4 separate regions of the Mus musculus genome follow, and regions 1, 2 and 4 are each linked to region 3. A link is a contact called in public HiCAR-type and HiChIP or PLAC-seq data. All regions are on one chromosome and are shown on one strand. Each heading gives the region's core, a stretch centred on a gene start, on an enhancer-like site or on the middle of the called end of the contact. The rest is flanking DNA. Distances are from core to core; before and after follow the strand shown.

What was found. HiCAR-type assays count read pairs that join an accessible place to other places. HiChIP or PLAC-seq counts read pairs in DNA pulled down with a chosen protein or histone mark.
Region 1: an H3K4me3 HiChIP or PLAC-seq map of embryonic forebrain shows a contact between it and region 3, with 4 times the contacts expected there. The contact joins two enhancer-like sites. A contact is called at or near these places in 1 of 15 datasets of contacts at CTCF or cohesin (the NIH/3T3 cell line), 5 of 115 datasets of contacts at active chromatin or transcription factors (the NIH/3T3 cell line, cardiomyocytes, embryonic forebrain and 2 more) and 1 of 9 other capture datasets (adipose tissue).
Region 2: a HiCAR-type map of astrocytes shows a contact between it and region 3, with 8 times the contacts expected there. The contact joins two enhancer-like sites. A contact is called at or near these places in 1 of 15 datasets of contacts at CTCF or cohesin (the NIH/3T3 cell line), 1 of 484 Hi-C or Micro-C datasets (forebrain), 2 of 115 datasets of contacts at active chromatin or transcription factors (astrocytes and epiblast stem cells) and 2 of 9 other capture datasets (adipose tissue and pancreatic islet).
Region 4: a HiCAR-type map of astrocytes shows a contact between it and region 3, with 6 times the contacts expected there. The contact joins two enhancer-like sites. A contact is called at or near these places in 1 of 15 datasets of contacts at CTCF or cohesin (the NIH/3T3 cell line) and 10 of 115 datasets of contacts at active chromatin or transcription factors (the NIH/3T3 cell line, astrocytes, cardiomyocytes and 7 more).

The regions. Positions count from the first base shown.
Region 1 is chr15:8,866,153-8,869,729 of GRCm38.p6, forward strand. No RefSeq gene overlaps it. Among named protein-coding and RNA genes, the nearest start is that of Ranbp3l, 100 kb to the right of the region's middle. Within about 2 kb of position 1,454, at least 22 of the 459 cell types and tissues checked have an H3K27ac peak or open chromatin away from gene starts, as enhancers often do. A contact at or near this core is called in embryonic forebrain and neural stem cells, where this site is marked.
Region 2 is chr15:8,814,432-8,818,369 of GRCm38.p6, forward strand. The region is part of intron 3 of Gm31340 (a long non-coding RNA gene); the gene reads left to right. Among named protein-coding and RNA genes, the nearest start is that of Gm31340, 110 kb to the left of the region's middle. Within about 2 kb of position 2,135, at least 50 of the 459 cell types and tissues checked have an H3K27ac peak or open chromatin away from gene starts, as enhancers often do. A contact at or near this core is called in astrocytes and forebrain, where this site is marked.
Region 3 is chr15:8,658,090-8,661,723 of GRCm38.p6, forward strand. The region is part of intron 3 of Slc1a3 (solute carrier family 1 (glial high affinity glutamate transporter), member 3); the gene reads right to left. Among named protein-coding and RNA genes, the nearest start is that of Slc1a3, 51 kb to the right of the region's middle. Within about 2 kb of position 1,747, at least 102 of the 459 cell types and tissues checked have an H3K27ac peak or open chromatin away from gene starts, as enhancers often do. A contact at or near this core is called in astrocytes, embryonic forebrain, forebrain and 1 more, where this site is marked.
Region 4 is chr15:8,882,990-8,886,764 of GRCm38.p6, forward strand. No RefSeq gene overlaps it. Among named protein-coding and RNA genes, the nearest start is that of Ranbp3l, 83 kb to the right of the region's middle. Within about 2 kb of position 1,797, at least 32 of the 459 cell types and tissues checked have an H3K27ac peak or open chromatin away from gene starts, as enhancers often do. A contact at or near this core is called in astrocytes, where this site is marked.

The DNA.
Region 1 (3,577 bases), core at 204-2,703, 210 kb after region 3:
GATACCATTGTGGCCTAAAGTGCCTTTCTCTTCTCTCTTCATATCAGGTCAAGGAATTTCCCAGTCACACGTCAGCAGGACCAGTATGCTTCATGCTCTTGGTACTGGTCTCTGCTTTTTGTCTCTGCCTGATACCTCCTAAAGCCATTGTCTTCTTCACCACCAGCTCACACCTCTTTGCTGTCAACCTCCAGCCTTCACAGACTCTCCTTACTTTTGGCTCAGGCTCCCCGGTCTGTGTTCTGTGTTTTAATCAGAATCACAGATATGTGCTGCAAACTCCTTTTGGACTTCAGTGTGGTGTCAAGATTAGCTTGGAAAGCCCTGAAAAGCCAATCTGTGCTCATAGATTTGATCTGTCTTTATTCGTATTCAGCATAAAACAAGATATTAGTAATTCCTTACTAGTTGGGTTTCACTGGCTGGCTGATGATTGGTTTAGTACGAGGCCCTACCTGCTCAGATGTCTGAGATATGCATTGCTGTGGACTTCAGGTACCATTAGAGATGTCTCTGATTCTTGTATCCCTCCCTCCCCTTCCTCACTTCATTTCTGCTTCAGTCTTCAGGGGGAAAAAAGTGGACTGCCATCCAACATTTTGTTTTACTTTCTTTGGTTTTGTCTTGTGATACAGGGTCTCATGATATAACTCAGCCAGATCCTCCTGCCTTAGCCTCTCTCATTCTAGAATGTTAGGTGTGTACCACAATGCCTGGTGAGTTAGGGCATGGGAGGTGGGCTACATACAGAGGGTAGCATCTCACCACCTCCTTTTACAAGATGGTCCCTAAGTTCTTGTACATGAGAGTATATGCTAACAGCTGCCTCAAAAATGACTGTACTTCTTCTGAGCAAATACCACATTTCCTCTAAGGATCATTCCTATAAATTTTCATTATCCTAATTTTTGCAGTGTCACTTCCAGAACGAGTTGAGTTTATTCTTCCTGAATCCAGCCATTGTAAGTTTTCCTCAGCAAATACAGCCACTAAAGGAACTTAGGTTTAAAGATAACCCAGAGAGTTCACAACCCCATAGCCCACAGACTGTCAGACTGAACTGTTTGCCCAGCCTTAGCTGAGACACCAAGAGTGAGGCCCGGGCCCCCAGGAAACATTGCCAAAAGGTCCCCTCAAAGTCTGGGCATGAAAAATGTAAACAGATCTCCCAGACACAGAGCTTGGCAGCTCAGGCCCTTCCCTGCCCCCAGTCAGGAACTGTTAACTTCATCTCTGTCATCTCTGGTCAGGGCTGCCCCCTGTCCCAGCTTCCAGCACTGTTTGATGCCTCTCCGTGCCTTCTTTCTGCCTCATGGAAATTGCAGGTTCTTTGTCATACAATTCTGGAACACCAGTGATTTCATGTGAAGGACAAACAGACTTGGCACATGGGCCGCTGCTATTGAAGCCCTAATACCATTTTACTCTTGTTTAGAAAGAGTCCCTCTCGACTCCCGCTCCCAGGCTCCCCCTTCTTGTTCAGCCCATTGTTCTGCTCCCCAGATGGGCACACAGTTTAAATAACATTCTTTTCTGAGTTTGTCCCTTCATTTCCCCAGCCTCCGTGCTTGGGGACTCTCCAGCTCCCATCTCTTGTCTTAGTAATGTTCTCCAGCCTTTGTTGGCATGCCAACGTCTTCAGCTTTAGCCTCCTGTTTCCTTGTCTCATGCATTTCCATTCTTCACACTCCTTTAACTGACAAACTCTCTCTCTCTCTCTCTCTCTCTCTCTCTCTCTCTCTCTGTGTGTGTGTGTGTGTGTGATGTGATGTGATGTGATGTGATGTGATGTGATGTGATGTGATGTGGAGGAACAAACCCAATTTGGCCCCTTTGTCTTTTGATGAGATGGGAGAACTATACCTGTTTGTTATCTGGAACCTGCATTGTTGCAAGCTGCTACAGCCAGTCTACTTACTACTGTGGTGAAACATATGATGCAGGGTAATGTTATGAAGAAAAGAGGTTTGTTTCCATCTGGTTCTGGTTGAAGGGCAAGGGGTGGTTGCTTTCTTGCTGTCAGAGTCCTGGCGTGGTTCAGGTCACTGCATGGCAAAAAGCAGTTAGCATGTGTGTATCGAAAGGTCTCTGGTCCTCTTCTTAGTCTTATAAGTCCATCAGTACTCAGAGTGGGGGCTTCACCCTCATCACTCCATCTAATCCTCATCACTTCCCTCAGGTCTCACCTTTAAACACCACAGACTGTTTTCACACTTGTATATCTCACAGTAGGTATTAAATGGTCCTACACACAGATATAATTATCATGCCACTTTCTATAAGGGTCTTAAGCATCTGTGGATTTGGGTGTGTAAGACGAAGACTCAGAACCAATCTTTTATGGATACAAGGGGACAGCTATACTGCCTCCTATTACTCTGAAGCAGTTATCATTTATTTTTTAAAAAGATTTATTTATTTATTTTATATATGAGTATACTGTAGCTGTACTGATGGTTGTGAGCCGTATGTAGTTGCTGGGGATTTGAATTCAGGACCTCTGTTCACTCTGGTCGGGCCCCACTTGCTCTGGCCTAAAGATTTATTTCTTATTATACCTAAGTACACTGTAGCTTTCTTCAGACACACCAGAAGAGGGCATCAGATCTCATTATGGATGGTCGTGAGCCACCATGTGGTTGCTGGGATTTGAACTCAGGACCTTCAGAAGAGCAGTCAGTGCTCTTAATTGCTGAGCCATCTCTCTAGCCCTATCATTTATTTTTTTTTCTCCTTCTTTAGAAACTGTTGTATTTAAAGTCTTGTGTAGTATAAGAACTGCTACTGTGTGTATTCAAAACATTTATCCTAACAATGATTATTGAGTTTTCTATCATTTTTACTGATTTGAAAAGGCAATCCTAATAAACTCTTTCTTTTAAGTCTTTTCTTAACATCATCTGTTCTTTCCCCAAATCATCAAAACTGTTATGCACTGGCTCTCCTGTGAGCACCCTCCTGTGCACATCAGATCATTTTTGCATTATCTGCAATGCTGATGATAAATTGTTGGTGTACTCTACTGCTTAGGAGGTAATGATGAGAAACAAAAAGTCTGTGTATGCTCATTCTAGGTGCAGGTATTGTAGATCTGGCTTAAAAAGAATATAGACTATAGGCAAAATGTGAAGTGTGTGGCGATCAACGGGAAAATGAAGAGAGAGACTGGGGCCACAGCAGGGTGTGTCTGCACATCACTTCATTTCCATGGTTTTGACGTAGTGCTCTGTACACAATGGAGTCAAGTTTTTGTCCTTTGAATTTTTCTAAAATATTGTTTACAGACATTTTTAACTCATAGGACCCATAGGTAGGGAAGAAGGTTAGGAGAAGTGGCAATCGTTAGTATCATTTACATAAAGGAAATCCTTTCCAAGTAAGATAAACAAGTAAAAAAGAAGAGAGGGAGACCAGTGTTTGATTACACTAAACAATGAGCTTTGAGACAGGGTTTTCTATAGGCTTGAATGCACTACCTAGTCAGAACAACTTTGACGTCCTGATTCTCTCTCCTCTTCCCTTCAAGTTCTGAGATTGCAGACTTCTGATTCTACTTCACCACGTCTACTTCTGATTG
Region 2 (3,938 bases), core at 885-3,384, 160 kb after region 3:
CGAAAGTCCAGAGTTCAAATCCCAGCAACCACATGGTGGCTCACAACCATCCGTAACGAGATCTGACGCCCTCTTCTGGAGTGTCTGAAGATAGCTACAATGTACTTCCATATAATAAATAAAAAAAAAAAAAAAAAAAAAAAAAAAAAGAATTGTAATGTAAGACGGGCAGTGGTGGCGCATGCCTTTAATCCCAGTACTTGGGAGGTAGAGGTAGGCAGATTTCTGAGCTCGAGGCCAGCCTGGTCTACAGAGTGAGTTCCAGGACAGCCAGAGCTACACAGAGAAACCCTGTCTCAAAAAACCAAAACAAAAGAATTGTAATGTAAATATTTTTGGAGTTAGAGGTGTGTCAAAGGGGGTCACAACCCACAGGTTGAGAGCCAATGTTTTAAGGGGGTGAAACATTCCATCCTTCAGGGAAGCTCATTAAGCACAGGAAATAAGCAACTTCAGTAGTTCAGGAAGTCTCTGAAACCGACCAGATATACTAGATCCCTACCTTCCCAAGCATATATAACCTATAGTGGCTGTTGAGAGATGCTCTTAGACCACCAGCACAACTTCCCAGAAGAGGCTCAGGCTACCTGAGATGCCTGAAAGAGTTTCCTGTCTGTTGAGTTGCCCACAGTTCATGCAGTGAGCTCCAGCTTTCATAAGTTGTCTGTCACCCATGATGGTGTGGGCTTTTGCTGATGCAGCTGTCTCTGAATCATTTCTGTTCCTATAAGTTCCCCCTCTCTCTATCCATTCATTGTCTTAGATTTTCTACTTGTGATAAAACACAAAGATCAAAAGCAATATTGGGAGAAAAGAGCTCCTCACAATTATTACCAGTAGTTTTGTTTTGTTGTTTCATATTTTAAGCACCATTGGAGAGTTGGGGGAGAGTCTACAGTTTGTTAAAGTTGTGGTCAAATTGAAGTTGGAAAACACAGGTCTTGGAGTTAGTATGCAGTTCATCCCCCTGAAGGATGAAAGGAGGCCATTAAGATGCGGCTCAGCTGGGACTCTCTGGCAAGGAATGAACTGGGAGCTGAACGATGGACTGCACGCAGACCATTCTAATAGCTAATCCTCTTTGTAACGGTCCATTTACATGTTAGAAGATCTACAAAGCAGGAAGCATAGAAATGGGCTTTGAATTCTCTTCCTTAGATTTCATTTCCAATTAATCTTTCTGAGACAAGGACTGCAATCGCCACAAACTGTTCTGAGGCTTTCAAGAGAAGGCTTTGCTCCTCGGGACAAGATGTTAACATATTACGGAGGAAGAAAACAACTTAGTGTTTGGCCGGATAATGTTTCCTTTCAAATATGGAAACTTTTTATTATTAAAACGGTCTTTTAATAATAAAAAGTATAGAAATTTTACTTGAAGTAGACACTTGGCAGCTTCTTTAGGGTTTCAGGACTGGAGACGGCTGCCTGGGATATTTTGAGGATGAGGGATCTGAGGACCAGAGATGATAAGCAGTTCTCAGGAGCTGGCTCTTCAGCTTAGTGGTAAAACTGGGATTCAAACTCGGCCTCCCCAGCCCTGGCCCACACCTTCTGCTACCCAGCCTAGATTTTTCTTGATTATGACAAAACTGGGTGGCATCCTAAGCCTGATAAATACCTTGGAATTTTCAGACACTGCCTGTGATTTGTAAGTGGGAAGCTATTGTGTTCTAAGCAAACCACTTGCCCTGAGAAGATGAACTGCTGGTGGTCCTGAGCAAGGGGCTGGTGGATGTGGTCTCCAAGGCAACACGAGTGTGACACCTTGTTTCCTGCCCACATAGCCTTTCCTCCCTCACTTAGCTCTGAACCAAAACCCTCTTTATTATATCCATTTCTCCATCACACTGTGGTTAACAGGAAGCCTTGTCACAGTTTCTTTAACTTTATGTGGGATCACAGACATATTTTAGAATATGGTGAAATAGAAGGCTTTTCTCCTAAAAGATAATCATGTACAGTTATACCATCTTAAGTCCTTCAAATCTCATGTTTTTACTAGACTGAAGGACTCCCATTTTTAATTGCCTCACCCCATTAACTGGCCAGTCTCAGCCAGCAGAGACCAGTGGGAAAGGAATGAAGGTTCCGTGGGAGAAAAAAGAACCTCAGAGGAGTTTCCCCAAGGGGTGAGAAGCCAAGACAGAGAGTCTCAGAGCCACAAGGGGGAAGGGGAGTAGGAGACGAGGGAGAGGGTGAGAGAGATTCTCAGGACAGTTTGGAGAGCAGCCAAATACAAAACTTTGCAACTTCATCACCTTGTCTAGAATTGGCTGTAGTTGTGAATTCCAAGCTTTCCTAACTTACTTAACCAGCCTCTAATTATTCCAAAGTCACACACCTTCCTGGACTCATTCCCTGACATACTGAGCTCCTCAAAGGCAGCCCTGTGTTGGTGAGTAAGATGTCCAGAGGAGGCCTGGGGCCTTGCTGCCTGGGATTTTGCCATCTATGCTGATCACAATCTTTCGGCCCTTACAAGCAGTGAGAAGTTGCTTGGAATATGTTTTAGGTAGGCGATATATCACCCTAACAGAGACATGATTTTGGCACGAACACTGAGTAGTGATGTATTGGTAAACATCAAAAGAAGTAGTGAATTCCAAGAAGTTTCCACTTTCCAAGAAAGTGAGCTGGGGCAACTCCAGGGAGCCAGATTTTCTTCTTTTCTTCCTAAAGACATAAGGTGATTTGCAATGCTCTGCAGGACACTGCTGAGAGATGTGCATAGGCTGCTGTGAGCAGTGAGAAGGCCTGCCCCAGAGCTCGACCTGAGCCACGGAGACACATAAATTCCCTAGACTCCCTGGCAGTCCTGATGAAATGACTCAAGGAAGGAGAGAGTCTGAGCCCGGGACAGCCCTTTCAAGGAATGAGAGAGCTACGTCCAGGCAGCGCTGTTGATCAGGACTCTACTGGTGCCTTATTATTATTATTTTATTCATGACCCCGTTCTCTCAGACTGGGAATTTTTGCATCAAAAGGGAGAATGAAAGACTCCAAGTTAAAAGTCACTATGGAAGCCAGGTTGCTGGCTGTATCTACTTAGACCTTACTTCAAGCAATTTGTTCAACTCTTTTCTATTCAACAGGTATTTTAGACCTCATTTAAATTCAGTTAATTACATAGCTACCACATGCCCGCAGCTGTGTGGAGGTGACAAAGTCCCTAGTGAATGTGTATAGTTGACGTGAGCACAGCTATGACAAGTAAAACACTGCCCTGGACTCATGGGAATGGCAAGGCCTTCCCCTGATCTGAATATAGATGATGACAGATGGTTGACATTTAGCTAAATCTCGTAGGTGTAGAACGTAGCAATCAAAGCGTCCTCGTCCCAGTTGACTGCAGCCCGAGACTACAGGGACTCCCTATGGAGATGAGGTAGCCTGCTCTTGTAGGCTGCTGCTGGAGTCTCTCCATTCTCTGCATGGCCCGCCCACCAGATTGCAGCTTTACATTACTGTGTCTGTCATTTCTCCATTCCCTACAGCCCTAGTCAAGTACAAAGCTGTGCAGGCCATGGGAAATGGTGACCATGTTGGATAGGACAGCTCAGGGCCTCACATTTGGGCAAGCCAACTGTGCCTCTGTTCGCATGGTGGACAGGTCTTTGGCTCAACTGCAGAGTATCTGTAGCCTGATCAGCTGTGTAGCTATGTGCCTTGCCCAATAGGAAGAAGCAAGTGATTAGTCCCCTAGTTCCTTGAGGGACTCCCGTGAAGCTCATAGAAGTTGGCTACTACATCTGTGAGTTTTACATCCATATCTTCACATCCAAACTTCAGAGAAAATGATATTTGAAACGAAGGGTTTCTGAGGCTGAAGAGTTGGGTAAAAGGTCTTGCTTCTAAGCCTGGTCCCTTGAATTTAATCCCTGGTACCCATCAGGTGGAAGCAGGGAACCAACATCTAAAAGTTGTCTTATGATCTC
Region 3 (3,634 bases), core at 497-2,996:
CAGTGCCTCGATCAACCCTCATTATAGAAGCTTCCTCTTGCAGTAGATGTGAATCAACACAGAGACTCATACGCTAGACAATGCTCGGAGTTAAGAGTCTTTGTTGCCAGGACAGCCAGAGCTATACAGAGAAACCCTGTCTCGAAAAACCAAAAAAAAAAAAGTCTTTGTTGCAGCCCTCAGCCCTCCCCCTCCCCCTCCCCCTCAGGGTTCAGGGATTGATGGGAAAGAGACAGCAGAAGGACCCAGAGGTGCTGGATGACCCAGTGAGAGAGGATCCTCCAGTCACCGTGGGACTAGTAATGCACATATAGATTCACAGAGACCAGGACAGCATGCACTAGGCCTGTTCCAACTAGATAAGATCCCACTCCAGGACAGGCCTCATGCCCAGGAGTAAACAAAGGCCAACAGAGAATGGATCCCACTGCCAATTGTTACAGTGCATTCTGGGGATCCAAATTTGGATCCCCATCGCTATGCTTGCTCCAAGCTTTCTTTCTTAGTAAGTCATTTCCCCCAGAATGTATTCTCTCCCTCTCCCTCTCCCTCTCCCTCCCCCTCTCCCTCTCCCTCTCCCTCCCCCTCTCCCTCTCCCTCCCCTCCCCCCTCTCTCTCTGGGACAGGATCTCACTATGTAGCTATAGCTGACCCAGAACATACCATGAAGCCCAAGCTGGCTTGCAGTCATGACAACCCTTCTCTCTCAGCCTCTTGAGATTGTGGGCTCTGAGCCATTCGAGAAAGTTAAATCATCTCCACAAAGACTTTGTAGCTTTCTCTGCCAGCCCAATTACAAGTATTTTCATGCTAGCCAAAATCTCCTTCCTAATGATGGCTGATCATATCGAAGAACCTGTCACTTTGTTATTCTGGAATGTCTTTTAGCTCTGCAAGGTTATACACTTGAAGGCAATTGGCAAATAATACTTTGCTGATTGTGACGGCATAAAATTTGTCGGGGGAAAATAGATTTTTTAAAAAAAATTTTGCTCCTTAAAACTTGTTAACACATCTTTGAGCTCTAGCGTTCCCTAGAAAAATGAAGTGCAGAAGAGTAAACGAGAAAGTCTTTTTGAAAGATTGGTCAATGGAAAAAGCAGTAGAGCAGACAATATTATTAGTGGCAGGAAAACGCCAAATAAATCACTTTTCTCCTCAGACTGCGAGGACTAAGCAGACAGTCCTTTTGCTTTTTCTCCAACTATAGCTATGGTGGAATTGTTTGGTTTCATTTCTTAACTTACGTAGAAAGAAGCAGGGATGGGAAATGGAGGCCCGTCATTGCTACCTCTTATATTAGAGCCAAAGTGCCTGTTGGCTTAACTTTAGGTTGGAAGTGCCCTCTCTTAGCTATTCAGGCAGTGAGATCCCTGAGAGCCCACGCTTCCCCTCTCTCAGCTCTGGTCCTAATCCAGCCTGGTAATTCTGGGGATGCTGTTTACTCTGGAGCCTACTCCAGGGACTTCCTGTCACTCTTAGCAAGGTCACCGGAAATGGTCTCAGGGGGCAACTCTGAGATTCTCCTCTCAGAGGCTCCCAGCTGCGGGTGCGAGACCCCCTGTGAGGTGATTTAGATACCCATTTACCCTTCACATTAGCATCCTTCCTCACAGTGTTGGAATGCACCACACAATATGCTTTTCTGAAGAGGAACCGGAGAGTAATTCATCTTCTTTATGTGTGCTAAGCAGAGCAAAGGGAGAGGCGAGTGGACCCGCGACAGGCAGGGGAATAGTGATTAGTAACAGCTGACGGCCTCAGACCAAGACCCTTTCTTTGGTTACCTCACTGTAACAGGCCAGCACAAAGGGATCACTGTCTCCCTGCCAAGATTTAGAAAAGCCAGGGCCATGGAAAATAGCAGGAAAAAAAAGACAAGTGTGTGCTGGGTAGAGGGGACAGTAGGGTGACCAGAGAAGAGACTCTTGATCATACCTGGAGAGCTGCCTTTGAAAATAATCCTCTGTCTTGTGTGAAGATGTGCCTTCCCCTGCAGGGTAGGCATGCAGTGGCACCAGCAGGAGCCCCTAATAGTGGGAAAGTAGGCGAATTCACTAATAGAAAGAGCCCGCGGAGCCGGTCAATAGCTTTGGGTTAATGAGAGGAAGTTCTTTGAGGGCCAAGGGCTCCAACTGAGGGCCTTCTCTGTCTCCCCCCCTCTCCTAAATCACAACTAGTAACTAACCACTGGATGAGTAGTGTGCAATTTCCAAAATAGCCCTCTTTACAGTTGGATTGTGCTTCCTGCTATGGAATAGACCTTCCTGCATGCCTTTCTTATGAAGATGACCAAGACACTGTGTCTCCTAACTGCCAGAATGCTGAATGGCCATGATCAGATTCTCCAACTGGGCTTCACTTGTCCAAAGTTAACCAAAGGATGTCTGCCATGCAGTGCAGAACATGTCAGACTTCAAGGGGAGGGGCGCCTTTTCTTCCCACGCAAGGCTTCTGTCCCTTACAGAAGAAAAGGAACTTGAATAAAAGCCCCATAGAAATTGAAAGCAGCATAGATGCTGAAAACCAATTTAACTTGACCCAGCTCCCTAGAAGAACAGCTGTGGCAGGAAAAAGTGCAGGCCCAATCCAGTGTACACCTTCTAGGGTCCAAAGTCATGCCAAGATTTGATTCTGGAACCAGGACCAATTCGAAACGGGCCTGACGTTCAAGTTCATAGCCCAAGTGTGAAATTAGGAATTTTTAAAAGATGCATTAAGAAAAAAACAAAAAACCAATCAGAATAAACCTGGCTCATCTATTTCCAGTTAAGTTTAAAATCCAGACCAGGTGGAGCTGGTCTCTAGGTTCTCCCAGCATCCCTCAGTCCCTACCTGATCCAGGGTGTGGCTAGCATACCCCACTCTTCTGCCTTTCACCTAAAGGCTCTTCCCTATATAATCCAGACCATTTGGTTGCCTGTCCTTTTTTGTACCTTTGGCATCCTGGTTGCTGTATTTGATTCCCCTCTCTCCTTTCCCTTTCCAATCTCCCCACATGGTTCAGGGGCATGTCCACTCTGGCTATGCTGTCCCACATATCTATGATAAACTTCCTCCTCCACCATACCTAGGAGCAGATATATGTCCTTCCCTTTTTCGTTCATCGGATTCCAAAACCTGGATGAGAGGACACTTACTGAGTAAGTGGTGAGAGACAGACGTTTAGATAAGGTGGGGGAAAGAAGCAGCTGAAGAGGAGGACTCTAGGATCAAATTTGGTGGCTAGAAAAGCCAGATCTTCAGGAGTCATCCCTCCAGGGAGCACCGGCATTGTGAGCAGCCAATGCCTGGGTGGGACCACTGTGAGCATGCCCAGCATCAGTACCAGAGCCACAGCCTTGGTGACTTCAGGCAAAGCATCCTCAAACCTATCTCAAAGGTGCCTCCCCTCCTACACATGGGTCCTGGGGAACTGCTCTCTGCACACCTGACCCACAGCTATGATGAACTCCAGATGTTGCAGTCATGGCTGCTGATGGATTACTATGGAAAACCCGAGGCCCTTGCTGTAACAAGTAGGGACTGAAGGATGCTGGGAGAACCTGGAGGCCAAGTCCACTTTGATGTGTTTGCACCCTCTTGTTCTGGGTGTGAACCTTAGCATCTCCTAAATTAAATATGAATCTCATTT
Region 4 (3,775 bases), core at 547-3,046, 220 kb after region 3:
GAGACAATGCCTGCCCTTCCTGCTCCTCCCAGTGCTGGTTGTGAAGTGCAGGTTTGGGCTACAGTCTGAATTCTTACTGAAAGAGGTATTCCAATGCCATTTGGCTGCATTCCTCTGGGAGGTAGTCAATGAAAGCCCCCCCCCCCCCCCGAGAATTTATGCTTCGCACTTAGTCAAGCTGGAAACACGCCTATTGGTATTCAAGAGTTTTTGTAATTTTCCATTACCTGGCTGGAATCTGGAGTATGTCTTATTTGCTTTTTCAGTGTTTTCTGTGATTTAATTAGGGCTCCTGGCAGTGTTTGGAGATCACAAGATTAAGGGTCTCTAACTCATTCATTTCCCTCTGAGCCAGGGAGCTATTTTATTTCAGGAAACGTAAATTGGTCACCTCCGTGTGCTTTATACTGAGCCAACGTATGACTAGAAGAGCCTGCAGTTCTGGAGTCTATACATACACCCAGCACAGCCAACCACTAAAGTATGCAGAGTCACCCATTTGCTGAGCTTAAATTACTCAACTGAGGTAAGGGTTGAAGAGATGTCCGGCTTTCCCTAGCATTCAATGAAAGTTTCCTTCAAGTGACTTTCTATTAAGTGACTATTCACTTGATCAGACAGCTAGATTGGGAGCAGACAAACCTCTCCACTCTATGGGCATCACTCCTCTTACCATCCATTGCGACCGTGAGGCCTAAACGAAGTGCTACAGACAATGAAACGAGGACATGGTGAGCCACAGTTGGGTATGAATCCCCTCTCTGCTAGGCTAGGGAGTCCTTCCCTAAGCTGAGCTCAACTCAACCTGCCTCTTCCAGTGTTTATCATTCAGTGCTGGAGCTGTCCCTGAAGAATACACATCCCCTTCCCCAAGGCTGTCCTGGAAATGTCTGAGATGATGCGCTGTCTCTAGCACCTCTGTCAGTGTGACTGCCCCCATGCAGTTGACCCTGGTGAGGCTAGCTCAAACAACATTCTCCTTCTTGGTTACATGTCAATCAACCTTGGTTTTCTTTAAGCCCAGCACACAGACAGATACCGTCTTACTCTTGAATGCGTCTGCTTATTTCCTTATTGTTGACTTGACTGCCATGACTGTGTTCTTCATAACTCATTCTTTTGGGCCTAGAAATCAGTCTGGAAAGTACCCCATGATTATTGATTACTACTGAATGAGTGAGCAAATGGGCAACCAAAGTTCACTGACCTCCAACTGTTTCTTAGGGGTATTGTTCTGGTCGGGTTCTTTTGCACAAGGTAACAAGAAGACAGGGAAGACTGAAGGAGCAAAGAGGGTGTGCTGTTTTCTGTTCTTTCTGCCCCGGGACACCATGATACTGCGCCAAAAGCAGGGGCTGTAAGAAATTGGCATTTGATATTTTCTGATAATTAACCTTGACACTCTGGATACAGTCTTAACCATTACGAATTGTAATTGTTTTTTTTTTTTTTTTCATAGAAAATCCAGAAACCAGGCATCCTGATCTAATGGTACCCTGAGACTCAGAAGTCCCAGCCGTCCTCTTGTGTCTGCTTGGAATCCTGTTTTCAAGGTTTGTCCATGGCGTCGCCTTCATTAGCAGTCTGATGTACGTAGACACCTGAGAAATTTTCCATTCCAGGATGCTTCTTAAATGTAGACTCACCAGTCCCAAAGATGTTCTTGACCTCAGGGTCTCTAAAGCCCAGAAATCTGTGGGTTTAACACGCTCGGAGGGGATTACTAGGCAGACGTTCTGTGTAATTGCCTTTTAATTAGAGGATTCCTCTCTCAAGTTCAAACAGCTCTCGGAGCAGAGCCCTGCAAATCCAAGGCTAAGTTGGCTGAGTTCTGTAGTCTGAGGACTCTGTTCCTGTCCACCATTCCAGCCACAGCTTGTGACCTTTTTTTTATGCCATGCAGCTTCTAGTGACCGTAACAAATTCCAGAGCGTCAACTCCGCAAGTAGTCTCTCAGCGTTGAGGCACTTGTAAATTAAGTTATGGGTCCCCGTGTTCGCAGGTATGTATGTCTATAGAAGCTCGCCCTGCCACGGAAAGCCCTGTCTGCGGCAGGCTCCCATTTCACTCCAGCTGCTGAAATTACTCCGAACAGGTTTATAAGTTGTTTTACTATCTGCGAAAGTTTTTCTTTCTTCCTTTCTTTCTTTTTTCCCCCCACTTCCCCCCCCCCCACCCCCTCGCCCCCTCTACTTCACAAAATCAGTGGAGGGCTTTTTGAGCATAGTACACACATGCCACCTTCTGGAAGGAAATGGAAAAACTTTGTGGAACCTTGAGAACTTTTTTTGAATGAACACATTTAAGAAACCTTTGGTACTAAATAGCTGTAAGCGGGAGTGGACAAAGGATAAGTGAGTGTACTGGGGGTATTATCACAACGCCCTGCATAAGTGTGTGACAAATGAATCATCAAAAATTAAAAGAAAAAGAATGTTATTTCAGGTTTGTAGTTGTTTTTAACAAAATAGCATTTCAGTCCAGTTGTAGGTTTACAGAAAAGTTAAGTGAAAGGTACAGAGATTTGCCACATCTTCCTGTCCTTACACACACAACCTCTAATACTATCATTATCCTTTCCAGGGATGCTACAGTTGCTACAATCTAGCTTCTAAGTCCAGAACATGAGCTTTAATATCCCCCTTGCACTATCTATGGCTGTATATTGAGTGTATAGTTATACGTAAACAACATTATAATGCCATGTAGACTAGTTTCTGTGGAGGAAAGGCCCTCTGTGCTCTGGCTGTTTCTGCCTCTTTCCAGCCTCATACTTGGCAACCTCCCATCACTTAACTGTCTCCACAGTTTGCCTTTTCCAAAAGGTCATGTAGTTGGAAGCACACATTCATTGTGCAACCTTGTCATATTGGCCTCCAGCACTTCAGAATATGCAATTATATTTATCCCTTCTTCTCCTCCTATTTCTCCCTCCCCCCAGCATCCATGTGTGTGTGTGTGCGCACTCACATACGCTCCAGTATGTATAGGGAATTGAACCTCTCTTACATGGAAGTCAAAGGCTCTTCTACTAAGCTGTATTACTAACCCTCTTTTTGACTTTTAGTTTTGAGACAGGGCCTCATTACAGGGTCTCATTACACTGCACTAGGCAGGCATTGGAGATTCTCCTGCCTCACACTCCTGAGTGGCTGAGACTACAGGCCTGTGTTAGCAGCACAATCCACTGTCTAGATTAATATTTATTCACCTACTGAAAGACATCGTGGGGCCTTCCAAGTTTTGGAAACAATAAAGAGAGCAAGCAGCAACATTCTTGTGTGAAAATTTGGTGGGGAGGTAACTTTCAAACTCTTTTGTTTCACATTGGAGTGATTGCTGAGTAGTCTGGTAAGAATATATTTAACTTCATGAGAAAACTACCTTTCCAGCATTTATCCTGCAGTTCACCAGAAAACAAAACAAAACAAAACAAAACAAAACAAAACAACAACTCCACCATTTTGAGCCAAATTTATAACAAGTGTTTATTAAATATTAATATTAAATACTGACCAAGAGATGGACTTTGGTCAGGATCATTTCCTTGGAATTTCCCAGCTGGAACGGCCTCAAGCCATGCATAGCAGGGGCTTATAAGGCCAAACTTGTAGACCATTGTACTTTCCTATGAGACGTTGTTATTTCCCAAGAACTACAGTTCCCAGCATTCCAGGAAGTTACCTGGTTCCTGCGCAGGTGTGGCTTACAGGTGAATTTTGGAAATTACACCTGGTGGCTGTGCCATGTTGTATTCATGCTAGTGAAGCCCAAA